2 separate regions of the Mus musculus genome follow, and region 1 is linked to region 2. The links are chromatin contacts, called in public HiCAR-type maps. All regions are on one chromosome and are shown on one strand. Each heading gives the region's core, a stretch centred on a gene start, on an enhancer-like site or on the middle of the called end of the contact. The rest is flanking DNA. Distances are from core to core; before and after follow the strand shown.

The links. HiCAR-type assays count read pairs that join an accessible place to other places.
Region 1: a contact with region 2 is called in a HiCAR-type map of fibro-adipogenic progenitors, with 4 times the contacts expected there. The contact joins the enhancer-like site here to the promoter of Adamtsl3 in region 2. A contact is called at or near these places in 6 of 39 promoter capture datasets (the 3T3-L1 cell line, 3T3-L1-derived adipocytes, embryonic stem cells and 2 more), 13 of 484 Hi-C or Micro-C datasets (the HL-1 cell line, Th2 cells, adipose-derived mesenchymal stem cells and 8 more), 3 of 115 datasets of contacts at active chromatin or transcription factors (embryonic forebrain, fibro-adipogenic progenitors and forebrain) and 1 of 9 other capture datasets (adipose tissue).

Annotation. Positions count from the first base shown.
Region 1 is chr7:82,498,726-82,504,093 of GRCm38.p6, reverse strand. Adamtsl3 (ADAMTS-like 3) reads right to left here. Exons shown (of 30, transcript NM_001190374.1): 9 at 4,339-4,496. Among named protein-coding and RNA genes, the nearest start is that of Saxo2, 150 kb to the left of the region's middle. Within about 2 kb of position 1,348, at least 13 of the 459 cell types and tissues checked have an H3K27ac peak or open chromatin away from gene starts, as enhancers often do. A contact at or near this core is called in fibro-adipogenic progenitors, where this site is marked.
Region 2 is chr7:82,331,256-82,337,114 of GRCm38.p6, reverse strand. Adamtsl3 (ADAMTS-like 3) reads right to left here and starts at 1,421. Exons shown (of 30, transcript NM_001190374.1): 1 at 1,205-1,421. The coding sequence starts at 1,207.

The sequences.
Region 1 (5,368 bases), core at 99-2,598, 170 kb before region 2:
AGGGGAAAGCAACCAGAAAACATACGCCCACGGGAGCATAAAGTATCTAAACTGAATGAAAGTGACTGCCTCAACAACCGGTTGTAGAGGGAAAACATCAGGCCACAAAGAAGACAAATGTGCCTTTCTCTCCGTATGTCTCCCAGAGAGGTTTCTACCACAGAAACACGTATCTTCATTAAAGTAGTTAAATTTTATTTCATAAGGTAATCTCAGTGAAATATACTCCGACTCGATAGTCCTAAACATTTATGCACAGAGGTCAAGATGCCAAGGGTAGGTAAATTCCCTCTGAGTGAGCTCAGCTTATAGCTCAGCAGTTCTCAACCTGTGTGTTGTGACCCCTTTCACAGGGTTGCCTGAGACCATCAGAAAACACAGACATTTACATTACAATTCATAACAGTGTAAAAGTATAATTACAAAGTAGGAATGAGAAAACTTTTATGGTGGGGCGTCGCCATGTATTAAGGGGTCACAGCATTAGGAAGGTTGAGAGCGATTGCCCTGGCTCACCAGTCAGCAATTGCCTGAAACAGCAGTGATTTGGTCAAGAGTCTCTACTGTGCCTGGTGGCCAGGTACACATATTGCAGGAGCAAAATCCTCATACTCCAGGGTAAACCACCCTATTGCAACAGAGATGGGGCAGGAGCCACCATGAGAAACTATTATTCAGGAGAACAAGATTATAGAGTGAGAAGAAGCCCACGGAAAGAAAAAAGGCAAGGCTTCCTGGACCAACCTAGCTATGAAGAAAAAGTTTCTTAAAGAGTAGAAAACAGATTTTTTTCTGTAAGAATGTAAGAATACAGTAGTTTCCAACATTTCCCTTACCAAAAGCCCTGCTCTTTATAAAAGCTATGACATAAATGATGAAGACAAGCACAGCCCAGTATCCCCATAACTGTGCTGGCAGTAGCATAGAGTAGGTGGCCCCTGGGCCCTGCTGCCACAGAGCTCAGTCTTAGGTGGAAGCCATCTTTATTCCAGATGTCCTCTGTGGAGAGCGACTAGAGGGGTGTAGGGACATGGGGGAGGGGTAGTCATCAGTCACCCCACATAGCATTACCCCTCCCTCTAAGCAAAGGAGTGTTGCTTGATTGTGTAGTGATCCCAGAAAAGACGGTTGTAAGCAGAATCCTTCACCTCAAGCCACAGCACAGCTGGGCAACACTACAATGTTCTGAACCAGAATTGGAAGAAAAAAAGAAATAACCGATGGAAAAGAATATTTCCTAGAAACACACATAATCTGGACAAGCTCCTGAGTCAGAGAGAAACAACCCCAGAGTCACTCTTGCTTCATTTCAAGTGTCTCCAACTTTGCCAGATTCTCTTCTACCGAGCACACCGCAGCCACAGAGGAACACGGCTGTAGGCATGGAAATGACACTCTGTTTATACACAGTTAGTTGTGTGTAACGCCCTCTTTGATAAATATGTTTTTAAACAACCCCTTCAGTCTCCAGAGCCTGAAAGCTTTCCAGACACTGAAGCTGAAGTCCAGAGCTGTTTATTTATTCAGTCTGAGAGAGCCAGGATTCAGAGGCAGGAGACAGGGGATTGCTAAATCAGAGTGTGTGTGGGGGGGGTATGTTGTCATGACAGTCTACTAAAAGGTGAGTGCATATTTGGGTAAGAAGGTTGGAAATAATCTTTATTTGTGCAAATGATATGTGAATACATAGTATTAAAATTATTTTAAGAATCATATATTATAAATGAACCTAAGGCCACTTCCCAAAACACATGTCTCCTCTGCAATGGTGACTGTGGTTTCCCTCTCTGACATACTCTCCAGTAATGCACACACACACACACACACACACACACACACACACACACACAGACAACTCACAGAACTGGTTTGTTGGCTGGGAAGACAGCTCAGTTGGTAGAGTGCTTGCCATGTATGGACCCGAGTCTGAAATCCAGTGACTGAATTTAAAGCAAAACTGGGGCTACTGGCACACACTTGTGATTCCAGCCCCCCCACCCCCGAGACAAGACAGGAGAATCTCAAGATTCACAGGACAGTCAGCCTAGCCTAATCAATGAGTCCTGGGTTGCAATGAGAGACTGTCTTCAAAACACAAAGACAGTTCCTAAGGAGTAATGGCTGACATGGACTTCTGGCTGCCACAAGCCTGAGCACACATGTGGACCCACCAAGCACACATGAGCACACACGTGTACCCACACACTAAGAAATCCACAGTTTCCGAGTGTGCATGATCTGGTTCAGAGAAGCAACAGGATCTCTTCAAGTTCTAGTCATGCCGATACTGTAACCAATATCTTGGAATACTAATCTTTGTAGGTCGCTTCTCCAGGCAATCCCATACTTACCCATATTATACCTATACTGATTAAAGGAGATTACAGGTATTCTTAGCAATTAAAAGGAGGAAATACAGAGTCCATGTGTATGAGAGAGAATCACACAGAAACCCTGCAAGGGAAACATAGAAATCACTCTATAATAACAGACCAAAGAGCTAAGTATATTTCCTTCTGGATCCCACACAGAACTCAGAGAAGCCTATGGAAGCCAGGCAGATGGCAGACACCAGGAGCAGCACGAACAGCAGCAGATGCCTGTTCCTTTAATGCAACGTGAGGGTGGCAACTGGAGAAGGTGTGGGCTACGGCAAACCAGAGAGTGATGTCAACCTCCTTGGCATAGAGCAGGCCAGCTACTTGTCGAATCGCGTCCATTTTTACAGCAGAAAAAAAAAAACCACAACAAGTAATATTTTTATATTTTAAAAAGTCTCTTCAGCACTGATCACTGTAGATTCGTTTCTGTTCCTGCTGCTGTGATGAAACGTGGGCAAAGGTGACTTAAGGGAGGAAGGGTTTGCTTTGACTCACACTTCCAGAGTGCCACCTGTCTGTCATAGCTGTCACAGTGGGCAAGACATGGAGGCTGCAGCTTCACGAAGCTTGCTCGCATCACATTCGCAGCCAGGAAGCAGAGGGGTGAAGGAATGCGCCTGTCTGCTCAGCTCACTCCCCAATGCACACAGTCCAGGACCCCAGGCAAGGAACACCTTGGGTGGGTAGGTCAGTCCTCCTACCTCAGTTAACATAATCAATGCAACCTCACATAGGCCAGCCCAGGAGCCCACCACCAAGTGATTCTGTCAATTAGCACTAACCAATCACACACTAGTTAAAAGCCTTGCCTGGTCACACTGCAGGCTGAAGTTGGACCCGAGGGATTCAGATGAGCTCACAGATTTAGTCAAAGTGCCCCATGTCTCTCTGGTAGCAAGTACAACCAATGTCTCAATAGAGCATTCCTTGTCAATTTAATATGTTAAACACATATTAAATAAAAACACATAAAAAATAGTTGGTTTTATTTTTAAGGTTTCAGGGGTCTTTTGTGATGCTTAATATGGAAAAGCTCTAAAACCATCCCAGAGGAAAGCCTCTGGATGTGTTTGTGAAGGAGTGTCTAGTCTGGGTTGACCCATCTGGATGTCAGCCTCTCTGGGTCCTGACTCTCTCTCTACTTCCTGACTGCAGAGGTGGCCAGCTACAACATGCTCCCACCACCATGGTTTGGCCACCATGATAGGCTAGACCCTTCATCTGTGAGCCAAAGCAAAGCCTTCCTTCTCCCCTCCCTTACATTCCTCTGTGTCCGGGATTTTGTTGTTATAGCAACCAGAAGAGTAATGAGCATCATTTTCCTTCATAAAGGTATAATTGACTGTCAAGGTAATTTTCATTCTTCTACTATATTCTGAATGATTTTTCTGGAAATGGAGGGAAGACTCTCACTGAATGATCTTTCTTTTTTTTTTTTTCATTCCTTGTTCATTTTCTTCTATATCTACACTTCGTTCCTTTGTACAAGGAAAGATGGCTCAACTCTACCTAGAGAGAGAAGCAGGCTCAGGGCTCAGGAAGAAACAGTTTGAGCAGATGCTAGTGCAGAGATTGTCATCACCTGTGACCCTGATTTTGAATCAGCGGCTGCAGTACAACACACTGGCAGGGCTGAGGATGGGAGGGACAGCTCCTGTCAAAGGAAGTCAAAGAATAGCCCTCTGTCCTCTCCTTTTCTTCCCCAGGATGGCATGCTTAGCTAATCCCCATCTCCACCAACCTCCATATGGACTTAAACTGAGCATGGCACGTGGGGGTGATGAATATGAAGTTATCTCCCCCTGGAAGAATGAAAATTAATTCTTAATTCTTAGAGACTCTACTTGAGAGAGGGGAACAGTTTTTGGGAATGGCCTGTTCAGATGGAAACCCAGGAAGACCCACTGTGTTTCCCTTGCTATGCCTAAACAGGATGCTCCGAAGACGGTCCATCTACCTTGAAGATGAAATCAGCCATCAGGGGTCCCGCAATCTTGAAGGTTTGTCTGTCCGCACCCTTCTGAAACTCAATCGTCGTGTTTTCTACAGTGAAAACCCCAGGACTGTTGAAGCTGTGCTCTCCTCTGCTTCCTTGAAGTGTTTTGGACTCAATAACTGAAAATTTGAAAATAAAATGTAAATATGGGAACTACCCTAAAGACATTTGATTTAAAACGATACAATGGCTAAGTGCAGCATCACTAGGTACAAATACAACAGATATAGTGCTGTCTCCTCACCTGATGGACACTGATTGATATTGGCAGAGCAGACATGTGAGGCTTTGCAGTGCTAACAAGAGCTTTTGCTCCAAATCTACTTAAGTTCTCAGAACCATTTCCAATACAGAATAAAGAGGAATATTTTCTTAGTTTATGCTTTTTCATGATGTACCTAATATCACAGACTGAGTGAAGCTAAGTCTTTTATTACCCATTCAGAAGAAAGAATCTCAATTTTGATTTAAAATTTTATTTTTTTTTAAGTAGGTATAAATTCACAGAAATTAGCACAGAGACGCCCTATGCAGTCTTCTCTTATCTTGTCCATGGGCTGTGAATCTACGGCACCAGAGCCAACCGGGAATTGATGCTAAGATGTGTATTTTATTAAAGCAACTGTTGCTTTGCCACGATGCCGAAGAATAACTTTCCACATTTCCCAGGACCTCAGCAAGGAGTGTGTGGGAATCTAGAGAGTGGTCTGGAGCAAAGGAAAACCAGTTGCCAAGACATTCATCCACTAAGTCACAGGGTAGAGTTTATTTCCATTGGTTTGATTTGGGTACCTGGAAGAGCTACAGAAGCGAATGCTTTAGTTCTGAGTTCCCATGAGTCCTCTGTGGCATCTAAAGCAGGTAGCTGGTGGGAGACCCCAAGCATCTATGATCATCCCACCACTATTAAGGAAGTGAATATGCATCTGTGTTCTATTGTCTACTGCCCAAGTAGTTTCTCCCCTCCTGCCTTCTTAGTGAGGAGAGAGAA
Region 2 (5,859 bases), core at 172-2,671:
AGCTAAGGAGCCAATCAGAAGGCAGGGACCCTGAAGCCCAAGCAGTGTCTTAGAAACGTTTGTGTTGGCCCAGGATGGGATTGTCTGCTGCAGAATGAAGGCAATATGGGGCTCCCTTTAGGATGAGTCCCCCAAGATCAAAAAGGGGAACGGAGACTGCCTCCAGTCAGCAATTCACCCATCCCTCCAGTGCTCCAGCAGTAGGGACAACCCTGCCCCAGACACCTCCTAGCCTGTTTGTCAGCACCAGAGTGTGGCTTTTGGGGGCGGGGGGGGGGCTGGGGGTTGTGGGGAGGACCAGCCTAAAGCCAAGAGTTAGGGCACCTGCCAGCTTTAATTCCTTGAGGCAAAAATGAGTCTGAAGCCAATTAAACTAGACCAGAGAGGGAAGAACCCTGCCTAAGGGCACACAGCTAAACAGAGTCTAGGATAGGAACGCAGATTGGATAGTTAGAGGAATTTCTCACTAGATGATAGAATGCCTTCTGCTTCCAGACCTGCCTTTAAGAGAATTCTGGGGGCCACAGTCTTGCGGAGTGTAATCTCTTAAAGGTGAGGAAGAAGTAAGCCCAGGAGGGCTACGAGGACCGTTTTCCCCAATGTGTTTTCCTGTCAGTTTACAGGGAACTCAGTTTGAGCGGAGACTGGAAAAGCCGAGGTCACACTCGACTCCCGCTTCGCCTCGCGGGCGCCTTGGCGGTGTCGGTGTCCGGGGGCGGGTCGGTGGCTTCTCTCCATCTGGAGAAAGCATTAAGGCCTGGCTTAATGCGATCCGCAAATGTGCTGCTGTTTCCGACCTGAGGCGGCGACTCTGGGACGAAGGGAGGCGGCCAGGGCTGGGCCCCAGGACCACGCGCCCCTCTCCGCTGGCTCGCACACTTCAGCGCCCGCCACCCTCACGCCTCCTTTCCCTGGCGTGCGTCTCCTCTCGTTTCTCTGCGCTTCAAGCATGCGAACCTCACTCAGTAGCCAAACCTCCGGACCTTCAAACACTGCAAGCTAAGATCAGCCCGTAGTCCGCTGACCCCGCAGGGTATCCCCCATCATCCAGAGCACCCCTCGCTCGCAGAGGACCAGGAAAGGTTCTGTCCAACATTCCCGGATCCTGTAGCGCGCCTGCCTGGAGCTGTCTAAGCCCCATAGGGCAGTGCTCAACCAAGACCTTATTTTCCAGTAGCGTTCCCATCAACTTGCTCCACCTTACCATCCTCAGAGAGATGAATCCCTGGATCCCCCGCGGGTGTTTCCAATCCGGAGTCGCAGCAGCGTCTGACGGTGCAAGGAGGGATGCGCGCTGCGAGACAGTGGCGAGCAGCGCCGACTCGGCGACACCTCGTGCGGAGCGCGGGATCCCGACGGTCCCCGACGCCGGCCTCCAGCTCGCGCCGCCGCCAAAGTTAAATGGGGCTGGGACGCGGCCGCCCCGCCTGTCCCGCCCCTCCGGGCGCGCGGAGCGCAGTGCTGGCCCCGACCCAGGGGCGGAGGGCGCGCGCCGCCACCTGCGCCGCCCGTCCCGCAAGTGCGCGCCGCGTCTAGGGTACCGTCAGTCCCTCCCGCCCTGCGTCCTCTGCCCTAACCCAGGGGCGCTGGGAACGCGGGGACAAGCGGGCCACCGAGCCGCAGCCAGGCGGCTCGGAGCGCTCGGGGCCGCCGCGGCCACGGCGAGACTCCGCTGGAACGCTTCTCCGCCCGCTTCCTGGAAGCCACTCCTTGCCCTGGGCCTGCAGCCAGGCCTGGTGCCAGGAGCTCCGGCTGCCGCCGGCGGCAGCGCGCTCTGGGGAGGCGTCCGCTGCGCCACGGGCCAGCCAGGCCAGCCAGACCAGTGCGAGGATGCCACCCTCTCCCAGCACCACCGCCAGACCCCGGGGACCTCAGCTGTTAAGTAATACCCTGCAGAGGCTGCCCAGAGTCTACCCACTCCTGCTGGTAGCCTTAGGAGCTTGACCATCACCCATTCAAACAGCCCCTGCGGTCTTGGTATAATTGGGGACCATGGATGACCCAGCAGGGACACCTAAACCTGAGACCTAGAGTCCCTGGTAGGAAACAGGTTTGGGTCCCACAGAAGTCCAGACCTGTCAGGAAATAAATACAGCTACAGCCCCGGGGCCTAGAGGTTTGGAAGAGAGGTGTCCCAGTCATGAATGGAGGAGGGTTGAGGGCACCTTGAGCACTTCTGAAGGAAAGAAAAGCCATGGAAGAGACATGGGGGCTTGGCTTCATCTCAGCAATAGGAGTCAAGGGCCAGGTGTTCCATTTAAGGCACCATTGTGCCTCCCGTATTGCTGCTCCCTTGAGTGATGCCACTTTGTCAAGTGGTATGTGTAGCCAGCCTTCCCAAAAGCAGTCGTTCCTAGAGTTATCTTAAGTCCTCGGGGAGTAGCTTTTCATGATGATCAGAGAGGCCAGGTCTGGAACTGGTTCCTAGGTACCTATTTCTCGCTAGAGTCTGAAACATTTGCATCCAAAGTTGCTCTCTTGCCTAGTGAACTGAAGGCTGGTATGTTCCAGATTCTTTTATGGCATTGCCAAGAGTTCCCCCCACGTGTTTTCCTATTCTCTCCTTCCCTGATCAGATGGCCTCCTCTGACCAGGAAAAGGGCCTTGTCAAGACTGTCTCTCCACTCCAGAGAGGGAAACGGCTGGAAACCTATGGAAAATGAGCAGGTGGTGCATGGGAAGAGATTCAGGAGGAACCAAGAAGGGAGGACAGAGCTAGACCATGACTAGCTCACCTGCAGACCACTGAGTCTCTCTGTTCACCCTAGTTTAGCTCTGGAAAGTGGGGCAGATAATACACATATGGATACTGGGCTATTACTCTGATGGGGATTATGCAGGATTAGGTTCCCATGAGCCTCTGGTTATGTTTTGACAGCCACTTGGCACACTGCCTTATTTTGTATGCCTTTCCGTGTAAAAGCACCTTGTCTAACACATGTTCATTCATTCTCCCTGAGCTCCTGGCACCAGCACCTGTCAACTCTCCTAACAAGGGACTGCTCTCTAGCTGTTCACATACACATCCCAGCCTCTTGGTCCTTGGGGAGACAGAGCCAGCACTGTGCTCAAGGGTTGCCTCAAACAATGTAATCAACAACAAAATGTTGCATAGAGGACATTTAGGATAATGGTTTACCGAATAAGAACTGAACAGACCCAAGAAGAGCAAGGAAGTCTTGTGGGACCTTAGCAGTGAGTGTGGGCACTAACTGACTCCAAATGTTCACTGGCCTTCAGATGACTTCGAAAGCGTCCTGTGCTTTGATGGTATGGTGACAGGTGATGATTATATGATGATATGACAGATGAGAAGGATCCGTGGTGTGTGTGTCTACATCAGTGCATTAGGAGAGAAACAGCCATGCTAACACTTCAGAACACACCATGTGGTACTTTGAACGAGAATGTTGCCATACGGTCATGTTGAATCCCTAGTCCTCAGTTGGTAAACTGTTTGAGGACGAGGAGAGGCGGCCATGTTGGAGGAACAGCGTCACTGGAAGGGGGTTTGAGGTTTTCAAAAACACAAGTGATCTCCCATGGCTCTCTCCTGCTGCTGCCTGTGGATTCAGATGTAGAACTCTCAGCTCTTTCTCTAGCACTGTGTCTGCCTGCGTACTGCCATGTTACCCACCATGATGATAATGAGCTAACCCTCTGAAACTGTAAGCCAGTCCACAATTCAATGCTTTCCTTTGTAAGAGTTGCCTTGACCTTGGTGTCTCTTCAGAGCAATTAAACAGTAACTAGGACACAGCACCAGAATCTATTCTAGGCATTTCTTAGGAATTGCTAATTCAGCCTTCAGCACAGCTTATTGGATGGCATATTGGTTTGACCTGACATAAAACACTTAAGAGGAGAAAAGATTTCTTTTGGCTCACAATTTCAAGTGTGTCAGTTCATTGCAGCAGGGCAGACATGGTAAATCAGAGAGCAGTTCACATCTTGGTGGCCGGAAAGCAGAGAAAGGAAAAAGCATCTGAGACCTGCTAAATAATCCTCAAAGTTACAGCCTCAGTGACCTACCGCGTCCAGGTAGATTCCACTTTCCAAAGTTTCTAGCACCTACCAAAATAGCACCGTGGGCTGGGCAGCACGCACCCCAGGCATGAAGCTCTGGGAGACACTTCACATCCAAACCATAACAAGTACGTGTTTTTATATTCCTGTGTTACAAATGAGACACATAAGTAGAAAGATTTAAGCCCCATATGTTCTCAGCCACTAGACTGATGTCTCAAATCATTCACATTCTAAACCTAGCCTTATAGCATCGTAAAATCGATTGGAAAACTTGCATGAATATTCAAGAAGAAATGGAGAATTCAAAGAACTATTGTGTTTGTGCCTTGGCAGCTGCGTCAGCCTCAGCTCCCCCTGTGTGCAACAGAGGAAGGCCTTGAGCAAGATGCCTCTGGAGTTGGGGACATTGCTGGGAATTTTTAAGTGGCTCTACTCTTAGGTATTAATGTCTCCACAGAACTTCCTGTCTCATTTTCCTTTAGGCACTTTTGATTCCTGAGCCAGCCTCCAAGGAATGCCTCACACTGTAAACAGGGGCCAGAAGAGAGTCTTTATTTCTTCAGGTTCCATCTAGAGTCAGGCTGTTCCTACAAAGAGCTCGCTGAGGGTGAGACATTAGAAAGGGAAATGCCTCCCACCCTCTTACGGAAGGTCTGCTACTCTGAGAATTCCGGAATGTCGACCCATCTCATGTGGGCGGCTAGGGTGCTGTGAATGGGAATGGCGATACATTATAAAGGACAAGTGCCCCCCCCCCCAATAGGCTATCTGTACCTCAGAGATGTCCCATGGAATGATCTTAATGGTCAACTTGACCGGATTCAAAACCACCTAGGATATTATCAAGCAAATGTCCGTCATGGTATCTACAGAGGTGGCTAAATTCTGATGAGTCTAACCTGAAGAATGCATTAATCCCTTGATGGAGTCATAACACAAAGGCATAATTGGGATATGTTGAAAGGCAGAAGGTGGACCTACCTAGAGAACATAGGTTACTGGGCTATATCTTTCCCTGGGCCCTATTCCTGTATCCCCTTTTCTTGGCTTCCTGGCTGCTGTGGTGTGAAACTGCTCTGTTTTCTCACACCCTTGCCACCATGATGGAATGACATCCCTCAGACTATGAGTCAGAATAAATCTCCTCTACTCTTGTCCCTATATCTGGACACAGCTACATAAAAGGAATTGCTGTGTCAGATTGATGGGCTGGGCCATTCATTAGCCCTTCTTGTTACTCTGAGCACATGCAGACGGTACCTTCCCTCAGTCACACGCTTCCCTCTCAGGCTTCAAGTCCTCCCTTGGTACCTGACCCACATGTTTAAGGAAGATGTTGTCAAAGGCATGGGTTGGGGAGATAGGAGTGTGGGAAGGACAGAAATTAGGGAATCCTGAGGGAATCTGAATGACCTGACCATCGTGTGAACTCCGCACCTGATCCATCATTAGTTTCTAGGTCAGCCTTTTTCTTCTATCTCCTAGACTTTCTTCTCTTGAGAAGCCACACTACCTGCGGACAAGGAGTTACAAGCTGACTTCCCTGAAAGCTCTGGGAAATCAAGCTCTGTTTACTACTAAAATACACCTTCTTAGCTTCCTGGTCTCTGCCACCTGTCCCAAGGTCTGCTTCTGCCTGCAGGAATTTCATACTTTCCTACTCCTCCTGTCTGGAAATATGATGAAGTCTTTAGGAGCTGTAGACATGAGGTGGGCAGGATGGTAACATCTCCCCACATCCCACACTTGCTGATAAAGGGAGCAGGCAGCTTCCTGCTCTTCCCACCATGCTGTGACTTCCCAGCCACTGTAGGGTCTGTTCCCCTGGAA